7 separate regions of the Mus musculus genome follow, and regions 2, 3, 4, 5, 6 and 7 are each linked to region 1. Evidence: chromatin contacts called from public HiChIP or PLAC-seq and promoter capture Hi-C data. All regions are on one chromosome and are shown on one strand. Each heading gives the region's core, a stretch centred on a gene start, on an enhancer-like site or on the middle of the called end of the contact. The rest is flanking DNA. Distances are from core to core; before and after follow the strand shown.

Region 1 (3,574 bases), core at 652-3,151:
GGAAGCCCACTATCTGAGGTTGATGTCTCAGCAGGTGGCATCTGAGTCAAGACTGAAAAGGAGGCATCAGCTGTGACCCCAGCCAATTGTACAAAAAGCCCCCCCCCCCCGCCCCCCTCCCCGTGCACATTCAGGAAACTCAGAGACAGAGAAGGAGCAACCTAGCAAGGAAGGCAGGAAGAGCCCAGGAGACAAGCAGGGGGGTCAGGAACGGGCTTTCGTCTTGAGATGGAGCCAGGTAATGGGGCCAGAACAGATGGAATTTTCTGTGATTTAGAAAAAAACAAAATAGGGGGCTGGAGAGATGGCTCAGGGATTAGTAGCGAGGGTTGCTCTCCAAGGGACCTGAGTGGGGTTCTCAGCACCCGCATCAGGCAGTTCAGAGCCACCCGTATGTAACACCAGCTCCATGGGTTCCAATACCCTCTTCTAGCCTTTGTCTGCAAGCGCCCCCGCACTTACACACATGGCCAGACACACACACAATCTGAAAAAAATCAAATGTTAAAAAAACAAAAGGAAACAAAGTACATCCCTGTTGATTGGACCTAGACAGTTCAGAACCTTCCCAGGACAGTTGTGCTTTCCCGTAAAAAGAAAAGTTAGCGGAAGTCACACTCGGTGGAGAAAGTAAGTGGCCACAGCCTGTGACTCCTCAGCACAGGAGACTTGTGTCAGCCTGAACACCCTGAACAATTAGCTGAGGCAGTACATAGAGACCTTAGCACACACGAGGACAGGAGACACTGCATGGACAGCGCTCGCCAGGTCTTCCCACCCTTAGGTGTGTCTGGCACCCCCACTTCCTGGAGGTAACTTTTGAAACCGTCCATAGTGGTCACAGGACAAACCACTACTGGCAGGAGGCTGGGAAGGGTAAGAAGGGAGACTGCAGGTGGGGGAGGGGCGCCATTTTCAAAAGGTTGGGGTTGCAAGGCCTTCCACGGGAGCTTCCAGCGTGGGCTGGGGGAGATTTCTCTATCACCTCTTCGATGCGCTATTCCCGGGTGAGTGGAGGGGGGTCTGGGCCATCCTCCCTGCCCTGGCAGGTCTTTTCTGGCTCCCTTCGGCTTTGAGGCATGTCTGCAGTTTCTAGTCTCAGGCCTGCTGCTCATGGTCTGGTCTATTAGGTTCCTTTCCTGGTACAGTGAAGCCCAGGGGTCCCACTGCCCCTTGGCAAACCTCCCAGACAAGCTGAACTGTTCAAGCCACGGCCAGTGTCAACCTGACTAAAGACTAGTGTCCTGCATCTTAACTCGGCAGGCCATCAGGGCTAAGATCACTCTGAGGGGTGTCCAGACTCTTGTGAAATAGTTTCTGCGCACACTTCGCTTGTGGGATGGAGCCGATTGCTCCTCTAGGATGAGCTTAGCTCCTATCCCAGGCCCCTCGGGGAGAAGCCGGAGCCCGAGTGACCTCAAGGCCAGAGTCCCAACTCCTGGCCAAGTGGGCTGTGCGCAGAAGAGGGTCTTCCGGGGGTTTTCCTAACCAGGCGGGAAACCACCGAGTGAATGTCTCTTCCCCAGCTGTAAGCAACTTCCTCCTCTGAGGTCCCAGCGCGGACCCAACAGGGTGCAGGGCGGGGTCGCCTCTAGAACAGGCGGCCGAGCACGGCCTGCAGCGGCCACCGCCCGTCCTGTGCCCGGAGGCCCCGGTAGGTCTCTCCGAGGATCCGCGCTTTGAGGTCCGCAGAACCAGCCCGAGCCCTGCTTCCCCCGCGGTGCCCCACGGGTCCTGAGCAACCCCTCCACCCGCAGCCCACCTCACTCACTCAGGCCAGACGCCAGCGCCTGTTCGTTGGCCCACATGGCCCACTCGATCTGCCCCATGACGAGGACCCTGCGCACACGCAGCAGCCCGGTCCAACTCTGCAGCCCACTTCGCAAGTCCTCACTGATCGGCCCGCCCCCTGCTCAGGCCCCGCCCTGTCGGGCTGTGCCCCAGAGGCCTCCTCTGCACCTTCCCTTTGAGCCTTGGTGGGTGGGACAGTCTCCCCATCGACCTCTCTCTCCAGCTGGAAAGTACCAGGGCCACTTGTGACTGCTTGTGACTTGTGACCGTACCCCCCCAGGGCCAGAGGCGTAAGTCACTTCATCCACCTGCTCCTCTAGTTATCAGATAAAGGCTGCTCCCTAAAAGGAGATGAGGTTACTTCCGACCCACTGTGAGCTGGGGCAGGTGTGTGTCCTGGGTCACGTGACTACGGGGTGGGGGTAGGGGACCATAGTGTGCAAGGCTGGGAAAACCCAGAAAGCAGGGGACAGAACACCGGAACACCGTTGTTCTGTTGTCTCTTTCCTCTGGCCTAGACCAGCTCCAGCAGCTGTTGCATGTATGCTGGGGTATGACTTAGGGTGGTCACAAGGTGGCAGGAGACTCTCACGGGGCTGGCTTGTGGGCAGTGGGAAGTGTTCCTGGCAGGACCCACTTCAGCCCCCACCTCTCCACTACATAGGGAAACAAGACTGAACTCAATGGCGGGTAGGACCCAGCAGATCAGTAGACCAGAGACCCTAAAGCGCTGGTTTAGGAAGAAAGAAGAAAGCACAGCCCACACGGGCAGGCAGGAACAGCACACTTTATTCCTGTGGTCCTCAGGTCCACTGACTGCACCCTCATGAGGCACCCACACACACAATGGACCCTACCTGTGGGCTCGACAGCCCCTACCCTCACCAGGAGGCTTTATAAAGAAACTGTGGCCTGAGTCTCAGCAGAGAGGCACCGCTGTCTGAGCCATCACGCTTAGATGGTTACTGAGGCCCTCAGAGCATCTTGGGGGAGGGGGGAGGCACCGACTCCCCATCCCTGATGAGCAGCTGTCTGGAGTGCTGGAAGGTCCATCGAGTGGGTCAGCTAGCCCTTCAGAAACCAGCGGGGAACCGGAGGCACTTGAGAGGGGTTCCCGTGATCGCCTAGATGGCTGCCCATCACACTCGACATCCCCCAGTATAATCGATCATCAAGCAGCCCTTCAGGAGAGGCTGACCAGCAGGCCAGCTCCCGAGTTCCAGTGGGCAACCCCTTTCTCCAAATGGCACTGGACGTGGAAGAGGTCAAAGGTCCCGTTGTGGCAGTCCATCCTGGCCTAGCAGATGATCATGAGTGTCGTCTAGGACTTGAGGTCCTGGTCCGACCTGGGGGGAGAAAAATCAGTGTCCAGTCATGGGGTGCGGCAGTAGCCGCTGCTCCGGAGACTTTACAGGTCAGAGACTCTAAGGCAGGATTAGATTGGGGGGGGTGGTGAGACACGGGTGGGTCCCTTCGTGGTAAGTCCACACCAGCTTGCGCAGGATGAGCCTCTCAAGCTGCCTGGGGTTCCATTCCGGGCTAGATTGTGGGGATCTTAGTGACCCTCATCTCGTGTGAAAGGAGGGACCCAGAGCAAGCCTCTTTGAGCAGGATCAGGAGACGCGGGGATGCTGGCGTGCTTGTGGTGGGTTACATCCTGAGAGCAGATTCCCAGGGACCCCAACATCTACCTCTCCTGGCAAGTGACTGCTTTTTATCATCTTTCTGTCCAGAGTACATAACCCTCACATCCCGCCCCCGCTCTCCTCTACGAGTTGTCCCT
Region 2 (3,574 bases), core at 450-2,949, 890 kb after region 1:
ATGACCTACCCTTCAGTGTCTTCCCTGTAAATGAGATTATCGGTAGCTCATGCCTTTCACTCTGGTTTGGAGAAACAAAGGAACTTACAAATATAAATCATACAGATCAGTGTGTGACAAACTGAAGTTCTGGTGTGCTGATGCTGCAATGGTTTAGTAAAACCAAGTCCAGAAGTAAACGGGATGCTACAATGCCAGCCCTATTGTTTAGGAGCATTTTAAACCATGTGAAAATGCCTGTGCTTAATTGTCATATTTAAAAGTGAGAATTAAATTGTCTGTATGCCATTCTGAACTGTGTTTCAAAATGACAACATGGAATTAGAGCAGCAAAGGCCTAATTGGTTCTCTTTGGTGGATTATGAAAGATTTCAATCACCCTCATGTTTCTATATATGCGTTTTCTGTCACAGTCTGTGTTTGCTGCAAAGAAACAATGTTTATCTTAATATTTAGAACAATTCCAGTGTCTGCAGTGAATGTTTCAGTCAAAGTGTCTCCAAGAGAGGGCTGTCCATCCAATTTGGGTGCAGCGCATGTCAACAAACGGTAAAGTCGGCTTCTGGGACAAAAAGCATCCCTTTGTCAGCAGTGAATTCCTCCACCCCACACCCACACAGGTTACAAACACTGCTCTCTTCCCCTGGGTGTTTCTCTGGAACACCGCTGAGCCATCTCTCCAGCCCCCAGAATTTCTATTGCTGTAATAAAAACACCATGACCAAAAGCAACTCGGGATGCTTCTTTCAGCTTACAACTTGTACTCCATCTTGCTGGGTGTGGTGGTGCACGCCTTTAATCCCAGCACTTGGGAGAGAGAGGCAGGCGGATCTCTGAGTTCGAGGCCAGCCTGGTCTACAGAGTGAGTTCCAGGACAGCCAGGATTACACAGAGAAAAACAAACAAACAAACAAAAACCAGATTGTACAGGAATCAACCCTCCAGCCCCTCGAGTACTTTTCCCAGAAGGAATTTATTAAAGCCTTTCATGAATTATTAAATGTACTACCCAACTACTTTCATCTCCAAAGACATAAAATATAAAATACACTCAGCTCTCCTCCCACCTGGTTTGCCGGCACCAGTTACTCGCCAAGTACTCAGGCTTAGAAGGACATTAAAAAGATTATGATCTGGCTTGGCTCCGAACATCCAACCTGCTCAGCCAGGACAACTTCCTCTTACCTCTAGCAAAAGGTCATGCATATTTTGATGGTATCTCAGGAGTTTCAGAGCAGAATCCTTTAATTTCTGTTCCCTTTCAGGATCATATTTTTGCTTTTTGACTCTGCCCGCTAAAGATATTTTAAAAAGAAAAAAAAATTGCTCAGAAAATTATAGTGCAACGTACACAGGGTGACACGCTGCGCGGAGGTCCAGAGAGAAGCTGTCCAAGTCTGGACAGTCACCTAGCGCTTGCAGCAAGCGGCAGGACCAGGAAGCCTGGGGCCCATGGCCCTAAGAGGACCAGCGCGGCCCAGGACGGCTGACTCGCGGGCAGGGCTGAGCCACGCTGGGATCTGAACCCGGACCCCGAAGAATGGAGGGACCGCACTGGCGCTGGTTGGGGGTCAGAAGGCAGAAATGGCAAGACCTACCCAGCAGCTCGGTCCAAGTTTTTCGGAGGCCCCGGGGCCCACCACCCATGGCAGCACCCCTAGCCGGCGAGCCCGGCATAGCGTCTGGAACACCGGCTCTGCAGCCCGCGCTGCCTTCCGATTGGCCGCGGCCAGGCGCTGGCGCTCATTGGCTAGGAGCATGCTTGACCACACCCCCGAGGGCGGACCCTTGCTCTGTGGCCCTCTTCCTCTTGGTTGTAGTACTTGTCCCGGAGTCTGGCTGCGTTCGGGTGGCAGAGAAGGCAGTATGGTGGCAGCCTTGGTGCAATACACCTGCGCCTGACAACTTAGAGGGAAAGTGGCGCAGAATTGCTAATGGCCCAGAGCTTGGCCTGGGGAGATCACGTGACAAACTGGACCCAGGTTTTCGGTAAAAAAAAAAAGCACTTTTACCTGCTTTGTTCAAAACTACACAGGATCGATCCGAGTACTCTGCTGTGCTTATTTGACTCTGAGGGAAAATTGACCAAAGGAGTTCTGGTGCTGGGGTGTGACTTTCAAGGGTTGAAATTAGAGTTGCTATCACTCCCCGCTAAGCGCTCAAAGTACTTAGGAAGGAAAAACAGCCACAAAAACGCTGTCATTCTTGTTTCTTCCTTTTTTAAATCCACCTTACGTGCGGGGCGGTGCTGTAATCTCAGCATTCCGAAGGCAGAGGCAGGTGGATCTCGGTGAGTTGGAGGCCAGCCTGATCTACCGAGCGAGTTCCAGGACAGCCAGGGCTACACAGAGAAACCCCGACTCTAACAAACAAACAAGCAAACTGAAGGAGGGCATTATGTGCACTGCAGCCACTGTCCTTGATTTTCAGCATTACCCCAGGTGTGTGCACACGCAGACACTAGTGGAAGACAGGACACTAGAGACAGGCTTGAACCGGCCATAGTAGCCAGGTTGTGATTAAAATTCACCCAGCCTGGAATCAGTCAGCAGCTGGAGGAGCCATTATCAGAGCCAGAGCAGAGCAGACAAAGATTGACCGAAGTTTCCCAGGAATCAGGCTTATCTGCCTCCATGACCTGGAGGTGCTACGGTCACACTGGGAGCCAAAAAGTCACTTTACCCATCAAAGAGAACACTTAAAGATATAAAACTGAAGAGAACCAATTTTTTTTTAATGTATTTCTACAAAATTTCATCACTATGGCCAGGACTCGTCCCAGTTCAGGATCAAATGTGTCTGGCAGCCCCACGTTGCCTCTAGCATCAGAAGTGCCCTCAGAGAGGAGCATCAGAGAGCTGCTCTGCCTATTAGAAGATGTGGCTCAAGGCTGGCTCAGTGGTTAAGAGCACCGACTGCTCTTCCGAAGGTCATGAGTTCAAATCCCACCAACCACATGGTGGCTCACAATCATCCATAACGAAATCTGATGCCCTCTCCTGGAGTGTCTTCAGACAGCTACAGTGTACTTACATATAATAAATAAGTAAATCTCAAAAAAAAATGGCTGTACTTCCATCATTGCCCACAAGGTGGACCCCCTCCAACACAAGCCCTCCCCACCCACACTGTTCCTCCCCTGCTACCCTGTTGTTGTTGTTGTTGTTGTTGTTGTTATTTTGAATGAGTAGGTTGGTGAACTCAGAGATACACTACCTCTACTGACTGAGAGCTGGGATTAAAGACACGTACCACCACTACCTGGCAAAAAAGGGCCATTTTCCTCCATATGAAAAAGGAAATCTAGCCGGGCGTGGTGGCCAGAGAAACCCTGTCTCGAAAAACCAAAAAAAAAGAAAGAAAGAAAAAGAAAAAGATAATCTGCTCAGCCAGCCTATGAGGACAAAAAAGAGTACTAGCTTACCCCAAATCACACCAACTGACCATCACCACCGCTGGTACTTACTGTGTGTTTTCAAGCTTTCGTTGGAAACGGTTTTCTTTTCGTTGATGCTTCGTAATTTGCATTTTCAACAAGTGCAGTAGCACAAGTTAGAAATCCTATCAGCTCTGG
Region 3 (3,574 bases), core at 423-2,922, 850 kb before region 1:
TGCACACGCTAACCATCAGGTGAACACCAGTCAAAGAAAGCCTTGCTGCACAGACCAACAACCTGAGCTCCATGCCCTGAACCCAGAGAGGAGAGGTCCTCAACCTGTGCGGTGAGAACCTGAGGACCCATTAGCGGTTCACCTAAGACCACTGGCAAACACAGACGTTTACATTACAGTTCTTAACAGCAGCAAAATTACAGTTATGAAGTAGCGACAAAATAACTGTATGGCTGGGGGTCACCACAGCATGAGGTGTATTAAAGGGTTGTGGCAATAGGAAGGTTGAGGACCACTGCCAGAGAAGAAACAGATGTCCTCTAACCTCCAAAGACATGCATGCCCCTCTCTCTCTCTCTCTCTCTCTCTCTCTCTCTCTCACACACACACACAATAACAATAAACAGAGTAACAGAGTAATTTGTAAAAAAGAAAGAACAGTGCTCAGACAGAAGCTGAAAACAAACATCACCCATCCTGTGCGACTAAAGGTTACTACTGAGGATCTTATACAAGAAAACAAGACAAAAGACAAACAGGACGTTACATTGGGCCAACAGACATACCAGTCATGTTCAGGACTGAAGGCTTTGCATACTTATTATAAAAGCCCCTACCCAAGTCACAATCCCACTCAGACGTGGGGTAAGATTACCCCAACTTCCCACAGTGCGAAGGTAAGGGGAGACAAGCCAGAACCCTGATGTCAACCGTGAAATTACACAAGAACCCTGCAGCAGGGAGGACCTGGGGAAACCGCTTCCTCACACAGCCTGCCATCCCACAATCCCACTTGGAGAAGTGCAGGCTCACGAAGATGAACCACCCCAGAGGTTTTCACAAGATAGATGTAAATCCCCTGCATTTCTACAAAATGCACAAAGCAGTCTCCGGCGTGCTGTGGCCAGAAGACAGAAAAGGCTGAAGCCCACACACAGTCAGAGCACTAGCCTGTGTGACATGCAGGCAGTGGAATCCCTGATGTTCCCTTCACGGAACAGCAAGCCTCCAGGACACACACACACACACACACACACACACCAACAAGCCATTCAGGCTGAGTACCGTGATGTATGTACACGGACGTAAGGCCTTCAAATGGGACTGTGGCCGCTTTGCGTCCTCATTATTCCTGCACCGGGAGGGTGGGCTGTAGGTTTGGTTTAGGGGGACGGGGTCTGACATTTTTAAAAACAGGATCTCACTCTGCAGCCCTGGCCTGCTAGCTGTCTGGTTTTCTCACTCTGCAGCAGGCCTGGTTTGGAACTCCACACCATGCTCCTGCCTCGGCCAAGTGTCCGTACTAGGGGATGCACCCGCTCACCCTCGCGGCAGCGCCGTCTCCAGATGGTGTCCGTGTGCAAGATTCGGCGGAACCTGCTGCAGACCTGAGCCAGGCTGGGCAGGTCGGTGCCGGGCAGCGACGCGAAGATCTCCACGAGCAGCTCAGGCGGGAGCTCCAGCAGAGAGCAACGCGCCGGCCCCGCCTCGATGCGCTCCTCCTCGGGGTCCGTGTCCGCCTCACTGTCCGCCGCCGCAGTCTCGGCCGGGCCGCGGCGCTGCTGGCGGCGGCGGCACCCACGCGCGGGGCCCACGCCGCAGAGCCGAGCACACACCGCCATGCCCGTCACCACCGCGGAGGCGCGCACGCGGACGCGCACGCACAGCGCTCTGCGCAGGCGGCCAGGCAGCCGTAGTCCCGCTTGCAGGCTCCTCAAGCTCCACCCCAAGCGTGACCACGCCCTCCGACCCCAACCCCTCACACGCCCCCATGAAGACTCGCCCCGCCCCTAGACGCTCCCACCCTTCCAAGCCCCACCCAGACGCTTCGCCCCGCCCCTTGAGCAGTAGGCCCCGCCCTACGTGTTAGGTCCACGCCCTTGTATGGAGCCACACCCTATTTCCAGGCTCCGCCCCCAAAACGTTTGGCTAGAAACTTAGGACGCCCAGCTGCTCACTAAAAGAGGGTCGCCGGGTTCAGCTCCGGAAAGCCCCGCTCCTAGCATGACCACACCCCTCCCACAAGTCCCACCTCTGACCCCGTTTACAGGGTAGAACGAAGGGGTTTTACCTTAAGCAAGAAAACAATGCAGGATGCCCCGTGTGAGGATCGAACTCACGACCTTCAGATTATGAGACTGACGCGCTACCTACTGCGCTAACGAGGCTCCTTAGCAGCAAGCTCGCTGCCAGGGCCTTTGCACAGGTGGTGGCCTCGCCATGAACAAAATCTGGCAAGGGAAACCATAAACCAAAGCTACCGTCGCCTAGCAACACTACATCTAAACTAACTTGCCAAGATTACCTTGGTTGCAAAAGGAAAGGTCTGGTGCTCAGTGAGGTGGGAGTTCCTGGTGTCCCCAAACCTGCTCTCCAGCTCACATTGCCCCGCGCAGCACAAGGCGTCTAGAAACTTCCCTCTCAGGAAAAGAGTAGTCTGGGGTATCCTCCGCAGCTCTGCCCTTAATGACCCTATATAACAATATCGCCTATTTTTTATTATTAAAATTAACCGTTTGCGTGGCGGTCTCTCATCCCAACTTGGGGCTAGGGGATCAAGGCAGGAGGATCAGAATTACAAGGTCACTCTTGGCTACTTAGTGACTTTACGGCCAGCCTGGGCTACGTGAGACCCTGTGCCTCCTAGCAGTCCGCTCAGTAAATTATCCCAACAAGCAAACAGATATTACCTAATGCATTCGTTGATTGATTAACAATAGCATTAAGCAAAGGCTCCACTTGGTGGCCTGTAATCCTAGACCTTAGGGAGATGAGTCAGGAGGGTGGGGACTTTTCAGGACAACCTGAGCTATGCGGCAAGATTTCATGTAAAAAACAAAACAAAACAAAACAAAAAAGACTTAAATTACCTGATAATATTAACATCGTGTAAAAGTGTAGCTGAGCACACGCTGCCTCTTGTCCCCGTGTGTTAATGCCCACGGGGGAGGGTAAGCTCTTTGTGGGCATGTGGCTGAGACCCTAGACTGTCTGCTCCAAGATGAACCCTTCTGGTCTATCATTCATGGGCTGTCAATCAGCCTTCACTGAACAACTGTGAGAGGGGTGTGTGTGTGTGTGTGTGTGTGTGTGTGTGTGTAGATGCTGTAAACAAAATGCTGGCGAGTTCCGCATTGCTCATTCACTGTAAGCTATTCCCTGACCTCCTGGCCTCTCTGACTGCCCAGGTCACATTTCTCACATTCTAGCCCTGGCTTCTGTCTCACCTCCATTTGGTCCATCACCTCACTGGATTGGGGACGGGAGGGAGCGGGAGTGTGCCCTGAAGAACACAGTTCCCAATCTGTGGGGACCTCACACCCTTCTCCCCAGCTTCAAAACCACTCCTTCTAAGAAGCGTCCCATGTTGTCCCTCCGGGGACTATGCCAGAGCAAAGGTTATGGCTTATTATAAACACCAGTTGGATGTGGCAAGCAGCAGGTTGGGGGAGGGGGGTTTACTCTCCAAGCGAGCCTGTAAAATAAAAACAAACAAGGTGTCATGCTGAAGAATGAGGAACCTGAGGCCGAGAGGGAACAGAAGGTACTGGTGGTTGCATCAGCAACCTTTGCA
Region 4 (3,574 bases), core at 555-3,054, 840 kb after region 1:
TTTATATTACAGTCAGCAAATAATCAGCTCTACTGCTGATAGAGTTCTTAGGTTGGGATATACTTTATGAGCCAGTGGGGGACCCATATTGAAAAGTGAGAGGGGCGGCAACTTCCTTCCCAAGTGCTGGTTCACATTTCCTCTGTCCCCAACAAATCTTGATCCACACACCAGAGGTCATGTAAGTACTCATTGGAGAAGGCACTGGGTGTTTAGGACTCTTTCTCTAGGGCCCAGCACTCAAGGCCTGACTGTGCTTTTGCTTCTTAGAAGCTGGAACAGAGAGGCAGAGCTACAGCCTTGGCTCACAGTGTGGACACTGGCTGGTAGCTTTATTCTAAGTTGTAATGCAGGCAAAAACAAGCCCGACAAAGCACTTCCAAAAGTAAAGCATTTTACCAATAAACACTAAGCTAATCGTTTAACTGTGAAAAAGAGTGAAAACCCCAAATCTGCTTGTCTTTGGAAAGCCAGTGGGCCAACCTCCCTGGAGACTGTCTCACCTCCTCTCTTTGGCAGTCCAGCCTTTGCAGATGTGCAGTGACATCTTCCTTCCTAACTCCTCTCCACGCAAAGTGCAGCGCAGCAGCTGCGATCCAGGCGGGGCTGGGTGCTGGGGAAGCTGACGCGGAGGCGAAACTGACACACAGACATCGTTGCAGAGAGTTAATGGCCACACTCCTGGCCACCAGGTATCTGTGTTTAACAGCAAGGGGCTCTCCTCTCAAACACAGTGCAGGGCCCAGAATCACTACAGATGATTGTGTCTGTCTCCTCAGGGAGGACCTGATAGGTGGGGCCATCCCTGTACGTAAGTCACACGGTGTACAGCACTGTGAGGGAACCAGCTTAGCCCTACCCACCTCATAATGGGATATCGGGGCCCCAGCAGCTTTGAAGGAAGAGGCCATAGTACTACTAAGTTCTCCGTATTCCTGCTTGTTCATGTGGGCCTGTAACTGGGCTAGCCCAAGAGAGTCAGGCCCAATTACTAGCATGATATCTTAGTTTCCATGAGGGTAAGAGTGTGGCAGAAAACTCATGCTGTTCACTACAGGAGTCAGAGGAGTCATCTGAGCTCCCTGCAGCTCCCTTAGCAGCAGGGTTGACAGCAAGACCGGCTTGGTTACTGAGCAGGATTTGGAGTACTTTTGATCAGGGAGGACACAGACATCATGGATTCCAAACCAGCTACCAGAAGGAAGTCCTCTATAAAGAGCAATGTCTTGCCGAGGCCTCTGAGGACTCCCTGGTTGCTGCAGGGGCTTGGTGTTCCTCTGGGATGTCAGCTAGCATTGGCAGAGATCAGACTGGGCTCTCATTCAAGTCAAGAGAGAGGTGAGAACCTGCTCCCTGCCCTGTGCTGCCTGCCTTGGGCCTGTGGGCCCCCGAGTTAAATAAACTTTAGAGCAGAATGCAGGGCAGGGCGAGCTGGATCAAACCTGATGAAACCAGTCTTCAGGAACACTAGAGCAGTCTCCTTAAACAGGCCAGCCAGCCAGCTCAGTCAGAGGCTCCCCTTGCACTCAGGGGCAGCACCCCAGTACTCAGAGGATGCCCATAGACACAGCCCAGCTAGGGACTAGCTGGGCTCCCCCGTGACACTGCGGCAGCTTACTTGCTAGCAAATTCCCGGGCCTCCTGGAGCCTCCGCAGCTCTCGAGGCAGTGGGCTCTGATAACATCTCATCCACCGACCACACAGCACTGGCTCCAGGCTCGACCACCACAACTGAGAAGTGAAAGACCACCAAGAAGCAGACTAAGGGAGTTGTCATGGACAACCATGAGATATGCTGCCCCTTGGCCACCATCGAGACACCTAATTGTCAGTCAAGCTAGGAATTCCTGAGAGCCTCACACGGCTCACGTCACAGTGCTGTGCAACTTTTAGCTTTCCTTTTTCTGAGCCCGAGTCTTAGGATATAGCTCTGGCTATCCCGGGACTCACCAGGCTGGGCTAGAATTCATAGGTCAGCCTGCCTCTACCTCATAAGTGATGCGGTGAAAGATGTAGGCCATCACACCCAGCTTATAGGGCGTTCTTCGTTTTTCTTTCAAGACAGGGTTTCTCTGTATAACTCCAGCTGTCCGGGAACACACTCTGGAGACCAGGCTGGCCTTGAACTCAGAGATCCTGTGCCTGTCTCTGCCTCTCAAGTGCTGAGATTAAATGTGTGCTCCACCACTACCCATCTATGAGGCATTCTTGTGCTCAGGAGCAAGGCTTAAAGGGAGGGCATCGTATGAGGAAAACCCTGTAATGTTGGCATTGCACTACCTGACCCACTTCTATATGCCACTTTTTAAAGAGAGCTTCTGAGAGCAACTTTCTAAAGACAGAATAGTTCATCAATATTAATTCCACCCAATGAGCTACAAACTGAAATGAAGCTGGCCATGGCTTGACCTGTCCACCTCCCCTCTGGTTAGAATAGTGAACCAGATGGAGGCCCCCAGGGTTCCTAGGAAGCTTCAGTAGCTCCTGGGACCAGCAACTAGCATCTGCAGATATTGCTTGTGCCTTGGGATGCTGAGCAGCTAACAGCACTGAAGAGAGAGGATGTCTCTGTGAGCCAGTGCGCGCTACCTACCATGTGTGTGTGTGTATGTATGTGTGTATGTATGTATGTATGTGTGTGATGGTTTGTATATTCTTGGACCAGGGAGTGGCACCATTTGGAGTTGTGGCCTTGTTGGAATAGGAGTGACCTGGTTGGAGTAGGTGTGTCACTGTGTGTTTGGACTTAATACTGTCACCCTATGTCAGTCTTCCACAAGCAGCCTTTGGATGAAGATGTAGAACTCTCAGCTCCTCCTGCACCATACCTACCTGGATGCTGCCATGCTCCCACTTTGATGGTAATGGACTGAACCTCTGAACCTGTAAGCCAGCCCCAATTAAATGTTGTTCTGTATAAGACTTGCCCTGGTCATGGTGTCTGTTCACAGTAGTAAAACCCTAACTAAGACAGTATGTATACATTCATATATATTTATATATGAGTTTTTGCCTGCATGTATGTTTATGTAGTAAATGTGGGCACATGCTTTGTGCCTGTAGAGATCAGAAGGCGTTAGATCCCCTGGAACCTGAGAGATGAGTGACGAAACACCATCTGGGTTCTCTGGAAGAACATTGTTTTTAAATGCTGAGCCAGCGCTTCAGCCCCTACCACACATTTTTGTGAATACTGACCACCAGGGTAGGACACTGAACCTCCCGGGAAGTGAAGATCCCAACTCTTGGGAAAATATCCTAGACGAGGGTCTGTGAGAAGTCTCAATGGGAAAAGGTGCTTGTTCCCAAATCTGACGACCTGAGTTCAATCCCAGGGTCCCATACAGTGGGGAAAAAGACCTGGCTTCTGCATGAATACAGGGAGGTCAGGGGAGGGGGAGGAGATAAATAAATGTAACGTAAAAAACCCAACTGGGCAGACCTACCAGTGCTGAAGTCAGAATCACGGGACACTTAGTCTGGCATTCTGTCAGTGTCTGGTTGGCCACCAATGCTGGGTCTTGACTTCGGAGACACACACGAAGGAGCCCCTGCAGCAAAAGCATCCTAAGAC
Region 5 (3,574 bases), core at 671-3,170, 820 kb after region 1:
CGTACTTTTGCTGGCAAGGCCCCCACTTTGTGCATCTCACTCTTAACTACCTTGAGGCAGTGTCTTGACCCAATTCACAATCCGTCCCCTAATCCTGACCACTTCTCCTCAATGCCAGCATGTCACACTATGACATCATATGCTAACGATAAGGACCAGGTTGGAAAGAGACAGGAGACCTCTGGAAAACCTCAGAAGGCAGAAAAGGAGACAGTTCCCCGCCCTCATCTGAAAACATTTGGCGGTGCCAGCTGGTGGGCAAGGGCATGGGTGGGTGGGTGGGGGCACCATTTTGCTATCATGAGAGGAGTAGCAAGTCTGAAGGCATACCTGTAGTGTTTTCCACGTCTTCGAGCAATACCTGGGAGATGTAGTGGATGCTGCGCAGGTATTCCACGTACGCTTCCTAGATGCAGGGGAGAGAATAGCAGTGGTCAGGCCTGCATCCTGCCTGCCTGGTGAATGCCCAGATACAACTGCAGGACCAACAGTGCCTGCTTGTTTTTTGACAAGACTTCCTTCTAGGCTTCAGTGATGGATGGTCCAGCTAGGACACAGATGGTATCTATACTGTCTAGACTTGAAGGGAAAAAGATATCAAACAGAACAAAAAATCAAAGAATTCCTTCCTTCAACACTGTGCTGAGGAGTTCCCAGACAGACACACCTCTCCTCTCATTACTATCCACCACATGAAGGAGCTGAGCTTCAGTCAGGAGGCTCCACAGAGCTGCCTGAGCAGCAATAAGGGTTTCCACTCTGTGTGACAAAGTTCTCTTCCTGTGCAACTCAAAGACTAGCAGTCTTTCCATGTCTCATGAAAAGCACTTCCTGAAATCTGAGGAGAGGATAAGGGCTCATCTGTCAATCTCAAGTTTTGGCTTAGGTGAAGAAATAACATTCTACAGACTCCAGAATAATTCCCTCTGCTCAAAGGAGCCCAGAGCACCGAGCTGCAGGTTTCAGCTGTGTGACCCCTCTGCTCTGGGCTCTGTGACAGCTCAAGACAGAACGCACTCTGGTCTGTATGTGTTTCGTTTTACTCGTTGTCAAAATTACCCAACTTTAATTAGCTCAGCACTTCAGATAAAATGGGTTTCAGGTAGGATTCTGGTCTTGTGAGGGTGCCCTAGAAAACTAAGTTGGGGCACTGGACAACCAGTGATTCGTCCTGTCCTATGGAAGCTCTGGGTGGCCCAGCCGGCTTTTCTACCTTGTTGCCATCCTTTTAATTAGCAGTTATTCTCAGTGACAGGCCACACCCCTTTTGTGCCTGGGTTTCTTTACAAATGACCTTTGAAGGCAACTGCAGACAGCAGCAGCATCCTGAATGAGCCAACAGTCGGGTCTTTTCTAGATTAACTCTACACAGACTCTGTCAAGAATACACACACACACACACACACACACACACACACACACATCTGTCATCTACATCTTGGATGTAGGTCCTTTGCAAACAGAACCTCCTCCTTATGTCACACCGCCTCATCACACAGGTAAATCTAGGCCCAGTGCGAGCTGAGCTGTTCCAGGTCCCCGCAGAGCTCGGCGCCCTTAGCCTCCGGGCCCCGGGTCTCCGGGCGCGGTCCCAGAGCCGCCGCCGCCGCCGCGCGCATCGGGAGCGCCGAATCCCTCTACACGCCCGCCCTCGCCCACCCACCAGGGGCAAAGGGCCTCCCAGAGCTGCTTCCGCGACCCTCCCAGCCTCACCCGGGGCCGGTTGCCGGTGTCTAGCTCGATGGCCTTGTTGGCCAGTTTCATGGCGCTCTGCAGTGGCTTCGCCCCGCCGTCCCCGGCCGCAGCGGCCATGGCGCTGGGCGGGGGCGGGGAGCGGGAGGCCGCGGCGGCAGGGGCGGGACGGGGCGGACGCCTCCAGACCGGAACGCGGAGCGCGGAGCTGAGGGAGGCGCAGGAGCTGCGCACCGCCGGAAGGGGACCCGGACACACTTCCGCCGGCCTTGCCCCGCCCCGCCGCGCCCCGCCCCGCCGCGCAGACTTGGGTTTAGGGGACCGGAGGGGTCAGTGGCTCTTGTCACCTCCTCCGGCCAACTTGCTGCGAGCGCGGACGGGAAGGCTGGCGGGGAGAGCTACTGCTCTGAAGGGTTTCTGTTGTGCGCCACCGCCCGGGCGGCAGTCCGCGGCCGTTCACCCTCCGGGCTGCCCCTCCTTTAAGGGCCTGTCGCGAGTTCCGAGAGACCCGAAGAACTCCGGGCTCCTGACCCCGCCGCGGCCGCTGTGGCTCCCCAGACCGCTCCTCGCTTCCTTGCAGCCCTCGCTTCCTCCGGCTCCGATCTCGGGGAGCCGAGCGGAGCGGGGCAGCGCGGCGGAGAGTAGCGGAACGGCACGGAGTGTGCCAAGTTAAGTCCGCTCTAGCAAGAAGTCAGGGGGCCGAGCCACACCGAGCAGCGCGGAGCAGGGAGCGAGTGTCGCCTACCACCATGAAGCGGGACCGCCTCGGCCGCTTCCTGTCTCCCGGAATAGCTCGGCAGCGCGGGGGTTCGGGCGGCGGCTGTGGAAGCGGTCGGACTCGGGGTCGCCCTTCTCGCAGCGGCGGAACGAGCGCTGACGGGGCGGCTGCTCAGCTCAGCTGGGGCTCGATGACACGCTCCTGCGGGGACACAGGCGACGACGGTACAGACGAAGCTGGTGGGTTCCAGGCGTCCTCGGGCCCCGGTGCGAGCTTAGTGATAATGAGAGCAAACCAGGCCTCCTGGTTCTGGAGAACGCGGGCCCTCTGGAGAACTGCCGATAGAGGCCCTTTCCTCTGCCGCCCAGACAGCTCTGTGTCGCTGCTATTTAGTGCGTAAGATTTGAAGGCACACAGGTGTGGCTTCAAGTTTGCTCTTCGTGCTATGGACTTTTAGGGTAATTGCTTAACTTTTTCTGAACCCCAGTTTCTTGATGGTTAAAACAGGCCTATAACCTAACCTGCGTTGGGAACTGAGTTAAGTGAACTAACTGCTTGTTCCTTGTGCGGCTGCGAGTTTGTGAACAAGCAGCAGCTAGTTAGGTTAACAGCCTCCATGTGCATCACATTAGTGTGGTGTTCTTCAGTCATCTGAGAATGGCTTTCCTATGTAAGCTGTCCTTTACTCCCACTAGGGGCAGTTGGGTGGCATCATGCACATGCTGCAGGCAGGGCACCTATAGATGGACAGGGATGAACAGTGAGTTAGTTTCTTGAGGCACGGCTTGGACACATTTTCAGAATAGGGATGTTAAGTTTCATCTTCGTTGTAGGCATCTGGGGTTCCTTGAATATTGAGTGTTCAGTGAGGAAGGCCAGCTCCCGAGTCCCAGTCCCGCTACTCTTGTGTTTAGGAAGCCTGGTGCGGGCACTTCTCTGCTTGCAGTGTTCGGAGGCCAGGGGGAAGAGTGGCCCTTGCACTGCGAGTACCTCGCTTATGTCACATTTGCTTCTCTGCGCAGGAGCAGGCCGGACTCTCGCTATGGGGCATTGTCGACTCTGCCATGGGAAGTTTTCCTCACGGAGCCTCCGAAGCATCTCTGACAGAGTGCCTGGGGAGACTTCAGAAAGACTGTCCCCAGGAGAGCGTGTCTTCATTAGGGA
Region 6 (3,574 bases), core at 442-2,941, 790 kb after region 1:
TTAGCAATCCTCAAACAGGCCTGGCTCTCACATGATGGCAGATGATGACATAAGCTGTTGCTAGGTTGCTGTTGCTGTTGCTGGAGCCTAATGGAACTGTCTGCAAGCCACTAACTTTAAAATTGCTTTGTAGTCAGGCAGTGGTGAGACACGCCTTTAATCCGAGCACTCGGGAGGCAGAGGCAGGCAGATTTCTGAGTTCAAGACCAGCCTGGTCTACAAAGTGAGTTCCAGGACAGCCAGGGCTACACAGAGAAACCCTGTCTCAAAAAAACAAAAACAAAAACAAAAGCAAAAGCAAAAAAAAAAAAAAAACTTTGTGTATGTAGTGCTAAGGAGTGAGCCTAGGACTTGACCCAATGCTAGGCAGGCGCTCCACCACTGAGCTACAATCCCAGCTGGAGTTCTGAAACAGGGATAGGGTCTCACATCCAATCCAGTCTGGATTAGAACTCAGTATATAGCCCAGGCCAGCCTTGAACATGCAGCCTCAACCTCTTGACTGCTGCAATTACAGGTGACAGTGTGCCCAGAGGAAAGCTGAATTCCAAAGTTAAAAAGAAATGTAAGATAGCAAACAATCCATTAGAAATCTTACAGTATTATTATTTATGACTTTTTTTTCTTTTTGGTTTTTTTCGAGACAGGGTTTCTCTGTATAGCCCTAGCTGTCCTGGAACTCACTTTGTAGACCAGGCTGGCCTCCAACTCAGAAATCTGCCTGCCTCTGCCTCTCAAGTGCTGAGATTAAAGGCGTGCGCCACCACGCCCGGCATGATTTATTGACACACTACTGAAAGCCTTTTAAGATAGGCTATGCACCCCATTCTAGCTTTGAACTCAGAATCTTCTGGCCTCAGTCTCCAGAGTGCTATGATTACAGGCATATGGCACTGTGTCCAAACACCAACTAATCTGCTTGCATTAACCTAAGTATAGTGCCCACATGGACCTGCACTCTGGCCATTTAGAAGCAGGAACATTCATCTTCCTAATCTATATAAACCCTCCACAGATGATCAGAGCCAATTGGTGTTCTGAGTTCATTACTCAGTACAAGAGCTAAGTGCAAGTCTTGCAGCACTAGCTCACCGATTAAGGGTGCAGAGCTCCAGACAGAAGGGACCAGGTTCAAATCCCAGCAGCCGGGCACTCTTATTGCCTGGCAAAACAAACAAACAAACAAAAAAAGCTGAGTGAGTGCAACCTCCAAGAACCACTTGGACTAGAGTTGCTCTCCAGTGGTCAGTACATTAATTATCTTCATTTTCTCGTGTACGCTGCCCGGGCTGTACAAGGTTTCCTTCCGTCTTGTCCTGGGCTAGTGATGGGGACGAGGTTGGCCTCGGGAATGACTGGGTTCCCACACATCCAGCTTTCGGAGAATGTACCCAACCACTATCAGAAAGCATAGCTCTCAGCAGTGGTGGTCTGGAAGGGCAGAAAGCACGGCTGATCGCTGGAATTGGTCTCACTTAAATGGCAAACAGGGAAGAGACGCATTTTCCTCCAGTTGATCAAAACCAATCTGAGTCTTCTGCAGGCTGGCCTACAGATGGTACTTTGAGCAGCTTTGTAGAAGTGTGTCTGCATCTAACGCTAAAAGACAACAGAGCCTCTGCGCTCCGAGCGGATTCCGTCCCCAAGTCCAGAACAAACCGGAAGTACGTCATGCGCCTGCGCCGAGGGGCGTTACGCCTGCGCGCTGGAAGAGGGCGGCAGCGGCTTGGGCATGGCAGAGGTGGACCTGGAGTCGGATCAGATCCGATTGAAGTGTATCCGTAAGGAAGGTTTCTTCACCGTGCCTCCAGAACACAGGGTGCGACGGGGTGCCACTCGTGCGGCGCTGAGTGGCAGGGCCAGACTGAAGCGCACCGGGGCGTTCCGTGTCGCGTTCAAGTTTGAGGTTCCAGCGTCGGAGGGGGAACGGCAGTCCCCGAGTTTGCCGCGGCGTGGGCAGAAATCGGCAGCCCAGAGGCTGGGGCGGGGTGGGACCGAGGACGAGCGACCAAGGGCGAGAAGAGTGGGAGGTTCCCGGTGGCACCTGCAGCCGCGGGGGTCTCACCTGGCGTTACCCACAGTCTTGTCTCTTTTGTGTGATGTGAAGGTGAACCTTAAGGGGCTCCGATTTCTGCTCCAGTAGACGTTTGGTGGGAAGAGGTTTTGCCGCAGCCCACGTATTTTTAACTTCTTGTTTATGCTTTGCGAGGCCAAGGCACATTAACTAAGAGCCTCAGAGCACAAGGCACGAGACAACACTTAACAACTAGTTAACTCAGAGCACTGCACTGGAAGCCGAGGTTGCGAAAGCCGTTCTTAAAGGGGGAGAAAATGCACGTGTGCAGTGGTCCCTTAAGTCAAAAATGTCAGAGTCCTGCGTGGTGGTCCACACTGGTAATCCCAGTCAGGGAGTTGAGGCAGGATGGTCACTCCACTTTGGAGGGGAGCCTGGGCTACAGAGTGAGACCTGGACTCAGAAATAAGCCGAGATATAAAATAGTGGAGACTTTGGAGAAAAGGAGTATTCTGTAAGAAGTTTGTAGAAGAGTTGACATTTGTTTTGGACCAGGAAGTGTTGCCAAAATTTGGGCAGATCTGACAAGGAATGGTATACCACACTCAGGTGGCAGCACAAAATCCTGGTGAATGGAATTTCGAAGTGAACAGGGATCCTCGAGGAGAGGGAGGGAGGGAGGGAGCTCAGAGTGGATCGTGGGGGCCATCAGGTATCAGAGTAACAGAACCCAGGGCAGGGCAGTTAAGAGTCGGGAAGCCAGCAGGGGGCTGGTGGAATAGAATCCTAAGCTTGCTCTGGTCCTTCTGTACCCAAGGAATGCTTAGCTAATGCACTTAGAAAGGCACCTCACACATGAAAAGTTGGCACTCCCTGTTGAAGGCCGGATTCTCCTGCACAGAGGTGTTTGTGCCCATGGCTTGTGGCCATTTGGTACTAGACAGCAGACATTTGGAACACTGGGTTGGAGGGGATACTTAGGCCATCTTCAGTATGCTTCAGTATTTCAAAGTGATTCCAGTGGTATCTGTCCCCTTCACTCATCAGAAAATTCCAAATACATGGTTGCTTTTCTGTTTGGTAAGCAAGATGCAAGCACGTTTCTCAGTGCCAGGTATGGGTGAGACTTGTCACTTGTGTGGTTAGCTTCCAGATCCCCACACTGGCTGCCTCTCTCTTTCAGCTGGGAAGATGCCGAAGCGTTAAGGAGTTTGAGAAGCTGAACCGGATTGGCGAGGGCACCTATGGCATCGTGTGTGAGTGGTCATGAAAGAGCTCTGTGGGGACTGGAAGGCTCACACTCTATACTGGTGTGATGCTTAAACATAAGCCTCGGATTGCAAATGTCAGCAATCCATGTGTGTAGCTATGGAATGGAGATACCTGATCAGTAAAATGCACTACTTTCCAAAGCTCCCTGCAGCTCCAGAGCTGTGAGGCTTTTGATAAGTATTTGTAAGCCGTTATCATATAAAGTAAGTCTTTCCCCCTAGGTAGATCACCTTCCGTGGTGCTGTAATATTGCATAAGTGAACTCAGAGCAGTAGGCTGTGTGAGAGA
Region 7 (3,574 bases), core at 346-2,845, 610 kb after region 1:
AGCACCAGGTAAAGACAAGGCCTTGAGAAAAAAAATGAGACTCCACACCAAGCCACATACATAGGAACTGAACCGCACATCCGTCTGTGAAGGGGCTAGATCCATGTGGCAGGGCCAACCCTGCACACACGTACACACACACACGGGCGCGCGCGCGCACACACACACACGCACACACACACACACACACACGCACACACACTCTCGCAGCTACCGCCTTGCCAGGGGATGATGAAATGAGGAACGGAAATTAACATTTCAGGCAACGTCTCACATTGTTCCTTGAGGCCAAAGGCTGCTCCTGCAGCCGTCGCCTACACCGCTTTCCTCCCACTCTCCCCCCCGAGTCCCGCCTTCCCCTCCCCCAGACGCCCCCCGCCGCCCCGCATTCCTGCCCCCACTCGGGCCTGCGCGCCTCCGCACCCCGCAGCTCCAGGTCCCCGGCTCGCCCGCCCCCTCCGGCTCGGCTCGCAGCCCGAGGGCCGCCTGCTCCCATTTCAAAACACGATAATAATAGGGACGCTGGGAATAACAACTACCACCAGCCCGGCGACGGAGCCCCTCCCGAGGGTCAGAGGTCGGCGCCCCGCGCCACTGAGGACCCCAGGGACTCCCGGGAGCCCGCCGTCGTCCTCACAGCGTCCCGGGACCCACTAACGCACCATCGACCCTCGCTCAAGGCCCGCCCTCGGTCCTCACGGCCGCCACAGCCCACCCCGGAGCCCTTCCTTAGCCTCTCTCGGCCGCCCGACCCCCGGGACGCCCCGAGGCCGGCCTCGGAGCCCGCCCTCGGCCCCTCATGGTCGCTCGCAGGACCCCCGCGGCCCACCGACCGGCCTCTCGCGGCGCACGGCCCGCCCCGGGGCACCCGCGGCGGCGGGCAGCGGAGGAGGCCTGCAGGCCGCAAGGCCGCAGGAACGCCCGACGCCCTCCCCGACCACCACCCCCCAGGTCCCCGGCGCCTCTCACCCGGCTCCGAGGGCGACGCGGCTCCGCGGCGGAACGGCGGCGGGGCGCGGGCGCTGCCCATGCAGCCCGCGGCCGCGTTTCCCGGGCCGCGCGGCCCGGGCGGGAAGGCGGCGTCGGCGCGCGGGCTGGAGGCTGCGGCGAGTGCGGGGCCGGCGGGATGCAAGCCCGCCCTCGGCGTGCAGGAGCTCACGCGGGGCCGCGGCGCTCGCGCGGACGCTACTGCGGGGGCGTCTGGCCGCGGACTCCGCCGCGGCGCCTCCCCGGCTGGGGCCCTCGGTCCATCGCGCTCTGTCGCGGGCGGCCTCTGGCTCCAGGACCCAGCGGTGGCTGCGGCGGGCGCCGGCCGCATGAGAGCCTCCCGCCCATTGGCTCGCCGTATCCGCCACCGCCATTGGCCCGCCCCGCAGAGCGGCAGGGGCCGCTTACGTCACGTCGGAGAGGAAATGCGATGCCGGGGTGAAAGGGCTCAGACGGCCCGACGGCTTCCGTAACAGGCACGGGGCGGCGCTAGGGAGACGTCCGGGAATGATTGGCATCCGTGCGTAGGAGACCCAGGCGGAGAAAGCCGCTGGATTGGCTGACCTCCCTGCCACGGGACACGACGATTGGCCCTACTCGGTGCCGGAAGTGATGAGGCCGCGGTCTGGAAACAAGGTTGTTGTCGAAGGAGCCAGAAGGTGGGAGCCGGCTTGTACCGGCTGGCCTTGCGCTGCGGACGCGAGGTCGTGTGTCGCCTGTGAGCCTGTGTGAGCTTCGAGAATGTGTGTCTCTAGCCGGCAGGAGGCTCTTGCAGGAGCAAAGGCAGCCGGGATGATGGCCGCGAAGGAGAAAGGCGGCCTCGGCCCCCACCCGCGATCCGGCTCTTTCCTGGAGGTGTTCCTGGACTGCGCTTCGCTCCGAGTCCCGTGAGCCACGTTAGCAACCGGGATGTGGTGAGCTCCAGACTCTGCCCGGAGGTTTCCTTAGACACCGCGCGCGCTTCAGCCGCCTCCCTTCCCCGGCTCCAGAACTTCACCGCGATGGTTCATGAAACAACAACAACAACAAAAAAAAAGGTTGACGAACCTCAGAGCTAGGCAGCAAAGTCGCATCGTCATGTGCCTGATTGTTTGAATTTACAGAACGCGGAAAAAGTTTAATGATGGTTTGCGTTAGTAGTGATTTGGTTTGCAAACGAGCTAAAAATTCGAATCCCAGCGCTGTAGTGACCGAGACAGGCGTATCCGGAGCTCAGAGTACATTGTTGTGAACATTTCGAGTTCAAGATTTGAGTTCCATGAAACCTTTGTCTCAGAAAAATGCATAAAGTAATTGTGACGAGTCTGATATGTTGGTATAGGCTTTTTATCCCGGTACTTAGGCAGAGGCAGGCTGGATCTCTGAGTTCCGGGCCAGCTAGGGCTACACAGTGAAAGCCAATTTCATAATATAATAAAATATAAAATAACAAGTAACCAGGGCTGGAGAGATGGCTCGGCGGCTAAGAGCACGTGCTGCCCTTCTCGGCACCCACCTCAGACAGCTTCACAGCCACCTTCAGAGGACTTGACATCTTCTGACTTTTCAGGAACTCACACCCGAGTAGAGTACTCACACATATAGACTACATATAAATCTTTTAAAGTAAATGGGACCTGGGGAGATGACCTGTCGGTCAAAAGCACTCACTGGCTGCTCTTCCAGAGGATCTGGGTTCGATTCCCGGCATCTGTAACTCCTGTTCTAGAAGATCTAACATTGTCTAGGGGCTCCCCAAACATGCACTAGTACACATACATATACACAGAAAAAAAATACGCTTCTGCACAGAAAAAAATCTACAAAAAAAAAGTTTTAAGTAGTCAAACTTCCAGCCTTGTCCTATTTAAAGAGCATCTGTGTATTTGTGAACCAGAAAAGCTAAGTGACTAAAATCAATATTTATACTTCTTTGTTTTGTTTTGTTTTTGACTTTTGGGGTTTTGTTTGTTTGTTTGAGACAAGTTTTCTCTGTGGAGCCCTGGCCTTCCTGGAAATAGTTCTGTAGAGGGTTTGGGTGTTTTGTTTTGTTTGTCTGTATAAACAAAGTCTTTACAGAGCACAGATTATGAAATCATGGGATTGCACATCCCGGAGTGATGGGACCTTAGAGGTGACCTTTCTTCCCTATTTGAAGCAAATACAGAGTTTAGAGGACATGGTATGATAAAAACTGCCCTGCCCCTGTTCAAAATTCCAGCTTTGTGATGAGTAGCTGTCCTTGTAACCATGGACACTTCAACTTTTGGTTATTTTCCTGGGTAAACAGGAACAACAGATGGTGTCAATTTCATCAACATGGGACGAAGAGGATGTGAAACCTGTAAAATACATGAGCGCCTACATAAAGAAAAGCTGTCTGCTGGAGTGTACTGTGTGTATATTGTGTGGGAAGGCAGAGGACCTCTTTGTGGAGTTAGTTCTCTCCTTCGAACTTTAATGTTTCAAGGATCATAGACTCCAGGGCTGGAGAGATGGCTCGAGCGCTAGCTGCTCTTCCAGAAGTCCTGAGTTCAGTTCCCAGCAACCACATGGTGGCTCACAACCATCTCTGGTGAGTTCTGATGCCCTGTTCCGGTGTGTCTGA

What was found. Promoter capture Hi-C pulls out the DNA fragments that hold promoters and counts their contacts. HiChIP or PLAC-seq counts read pairs in DNA pulled down with a chosen protein or histone mark.
Region 2: a contact with region 1 is called in a promoter capture Hi-C map of pre-B cells, with 5 times the contacts expected there. The contact joins the promoter of Fanca here to the promoter of Cyba in region 1. A contact is called at or near these places in 4 of 39 promoter capture datasets (hematopoietic stem and progenitor cells, liver, pre-B cells and 1 more), 7 of 115 datasets of contacts at active chromatin or transcription factors (T-cell acute lymphoblastic leukemia, astrocytes, bone marrow-derived macrophages and 3 more) and 1 of 9 other capture datasets (adipose tissue).
Region 3: a promoter capture Hi-C map of embryonic stem cells shows a contact between it and region 1, with 3 times the contacts expected there. The contact joins the promoter of Fbxo31 here to the promoter of Cyba in region 1. A contact is called at or near these places in 1 of 39 promoter capture datasets (embryonic stem cells) and 2 of 115 datasets of contacts at active chromatin or transcription factors (embryonic stem cells and microglia).
Region 4: a promoter capture Hi-C map of embryonic stem cells shows a contact between it and region 1, with 2.6 times the contacts expected there. The contact joins the enhancer-like site here to the promoter of Cyba in region 1. A contact is called at or near these places in 7 of 39 promoter capture datasets (the C10 cell line, the HPC-7 cell line, embryonic stem cells and 3 more), 3 of 115 datasets of contacts at active chromatin or transcription factors (bone marrow-derived dendritic cells, embryonic stem cells and large pre-B cells) and 1 of 9 other capture datasets (liver).
Region 5: an H3K27ac HiChIP or PLAC-seq map of bone marrow-derived dendritic cells shows a contact between it and region 1, with 6 times the contacts expected there. The contact joins the promoter of Zfp276 here to the promoter of Cyba in region 1. A contact is called at or near these places in 5 of 115 datasets of contacts at active chromatin or transcription factors (astrocytes, bone marrow-derived dendritic cells, cardiomyocytes and 2 more).
Region 6: a promoter capture Hi-C map of stem cell-derived epiblast-like cells shows a contact between it and region 1, with 3 times the contacts expected there. The contact joins the promoter of Cdk10 here to the promoter of Cyba in region 1. A contact is called at or near these places in 11 of 39 promoter capture datasets (the C10 cell line, cranial neural crest, embryonic stem cells and 6 more), 1 of 484 Hi-C or Micro-C datasets (CD8 T cells), 19 of 115 datasets of contacts at active chromatin or transcription factors (the NIH/3T3 cell line, T-cell acute lymphoblastic leukemia, astrocytes and 12 more) and 5 of 9 other capture datasets (adipose tissue, embryonic stem cells, liver and 2 more).
Region 7: a contact with region 1 is called in a promoter capture Hi-C map of pre-B cells, with 4 times the contacts expected there. The contact joins the promoter of 2810013P06Rik here to the promoter of Cyba in region 1. A contact is called at or near these places in 5 of 39 promoter capture datasets (the SN4741 cell line, hippocampal neurons, liver and 2 more), 2 of 484 Hi-C or Micro-C datasets (B cells and embryonic stem cells) and 6 of 115 datasets of contacts at active chromatin or transcription factors (astrocytes, bone marrow-derived dendritic cells, embryonic limb bud and 3 more).

What each region holds. Positions count from the first base shown.
Region 1 is chr8:122,431,039-122,434,612 of GRCm38.p6, forward strand. Cyba (cytochrome b-245, alpha polypeptide) reads right to left here and starts at 1,902. Exons shown (of 6, transcript NM_007806.3): 1 at 1,772-1,902. The coding sequence starts at 1,829. Mvd (mevalonate (diphospho) decarboxylase) reads right to left here. Exons shown (of 10, transcript NM_138656.2): 10 at 2,558-3,137. The coding sequence ends at 3,057.
Region 2 is chr8:123,316,877-123,320,450 of GRCm38.p6, forward strand. It overlaps Fanca (Fanconi anemia, complementation group A), which reads right to left and starts at 1,700. Exons shown (of 43, transcript NM_016925.3): 1 at 1,599-1,700; 2 at 1,186-1,295. The coding sequence starts at 1,677.
Region 3 is chr8:121,577,134-121,580,707 of GRCm38.p6, forward strand. Fbxo31 (F-box protein 31) reads right to left here and starts at 1,673. Exons shown (of 9, transcript NM_133765.4): 1 at 1,325-1,673. The coding sequence starts at 1,622. n-TMcat17 (a tRNA gene) reads right to left here and starts at 2,168; the gene lies at 2,096-2,168.
Region 4 is chr8:123,270,702-123,274,275 of GRCm38.p6, forward strand. Fanca (Fanconi anemia, complementation group A) reads right to left here. Exons shown (of 43, transcript NM_016925.3): 35 at 3,447-3,551; 36 at 1,619-1,731; 37 at 504-639. Among named protein-coding and RNA genes, the nearest start is that of Vps9d1, 18 kb to the left of the region's middle. Within about 2 kb of position 1,805, at least 15 of the 459 cell types and tissues checked have an H3K27ac peak or open chromatin away from gene starts, as enhancers often do. A contact at or near this core is called in embryonic stem cells, where this site is marked.
Region 5 is chr8:123,252,275-123,255,848 of GRCm38.p6, forward strand. Zfp276 (zinc finger protein (C2H2 type) 276) reads left to right here and starts at 1,921. Exons shown (of 11, transcript NM_020497.2): 1 at 1,921-2,649; 2 at 3,433-3,574. The coding sequence starts at 2,442. Vps9d1 (VPS9 domain containing 1) reads right to left here and starts at 1,948. Exons shown (of 15, transcript NM_028200.2): 1 at 1,714-1,948; 2 at 331-406. The coding sequence starts at 1,812.
Region 6 is chr8:123,223,150-123,226,723 of GRCm38.p6, forward strand. Cdk10 (cyclin-dependent kinase 10) reads left to right here and starts at 1,692. Exons shown (of 13, transcript NM_194446.2): 1 at 1,692-1,819; 2 at 3,198-3,270. The coding sequence starts at 1,733.
Region 7 is chr8:123,040,980-123,044,553 of GRCm38.p6, forward strand. 2810013P06Rik (RIKEN cDNA 2810013P06 gene) reads left to right here and starts at 1,596. Exons shown (of 1, transcript NR_045268.1): 1 at 1,596-3,574. It overlaps Ankrd11 (ankyrin repeat domain 11), which reads right to left and starts at 1,305. Exons shown (of 13, transcript NM_001081379.2): 1 at 970-1,305.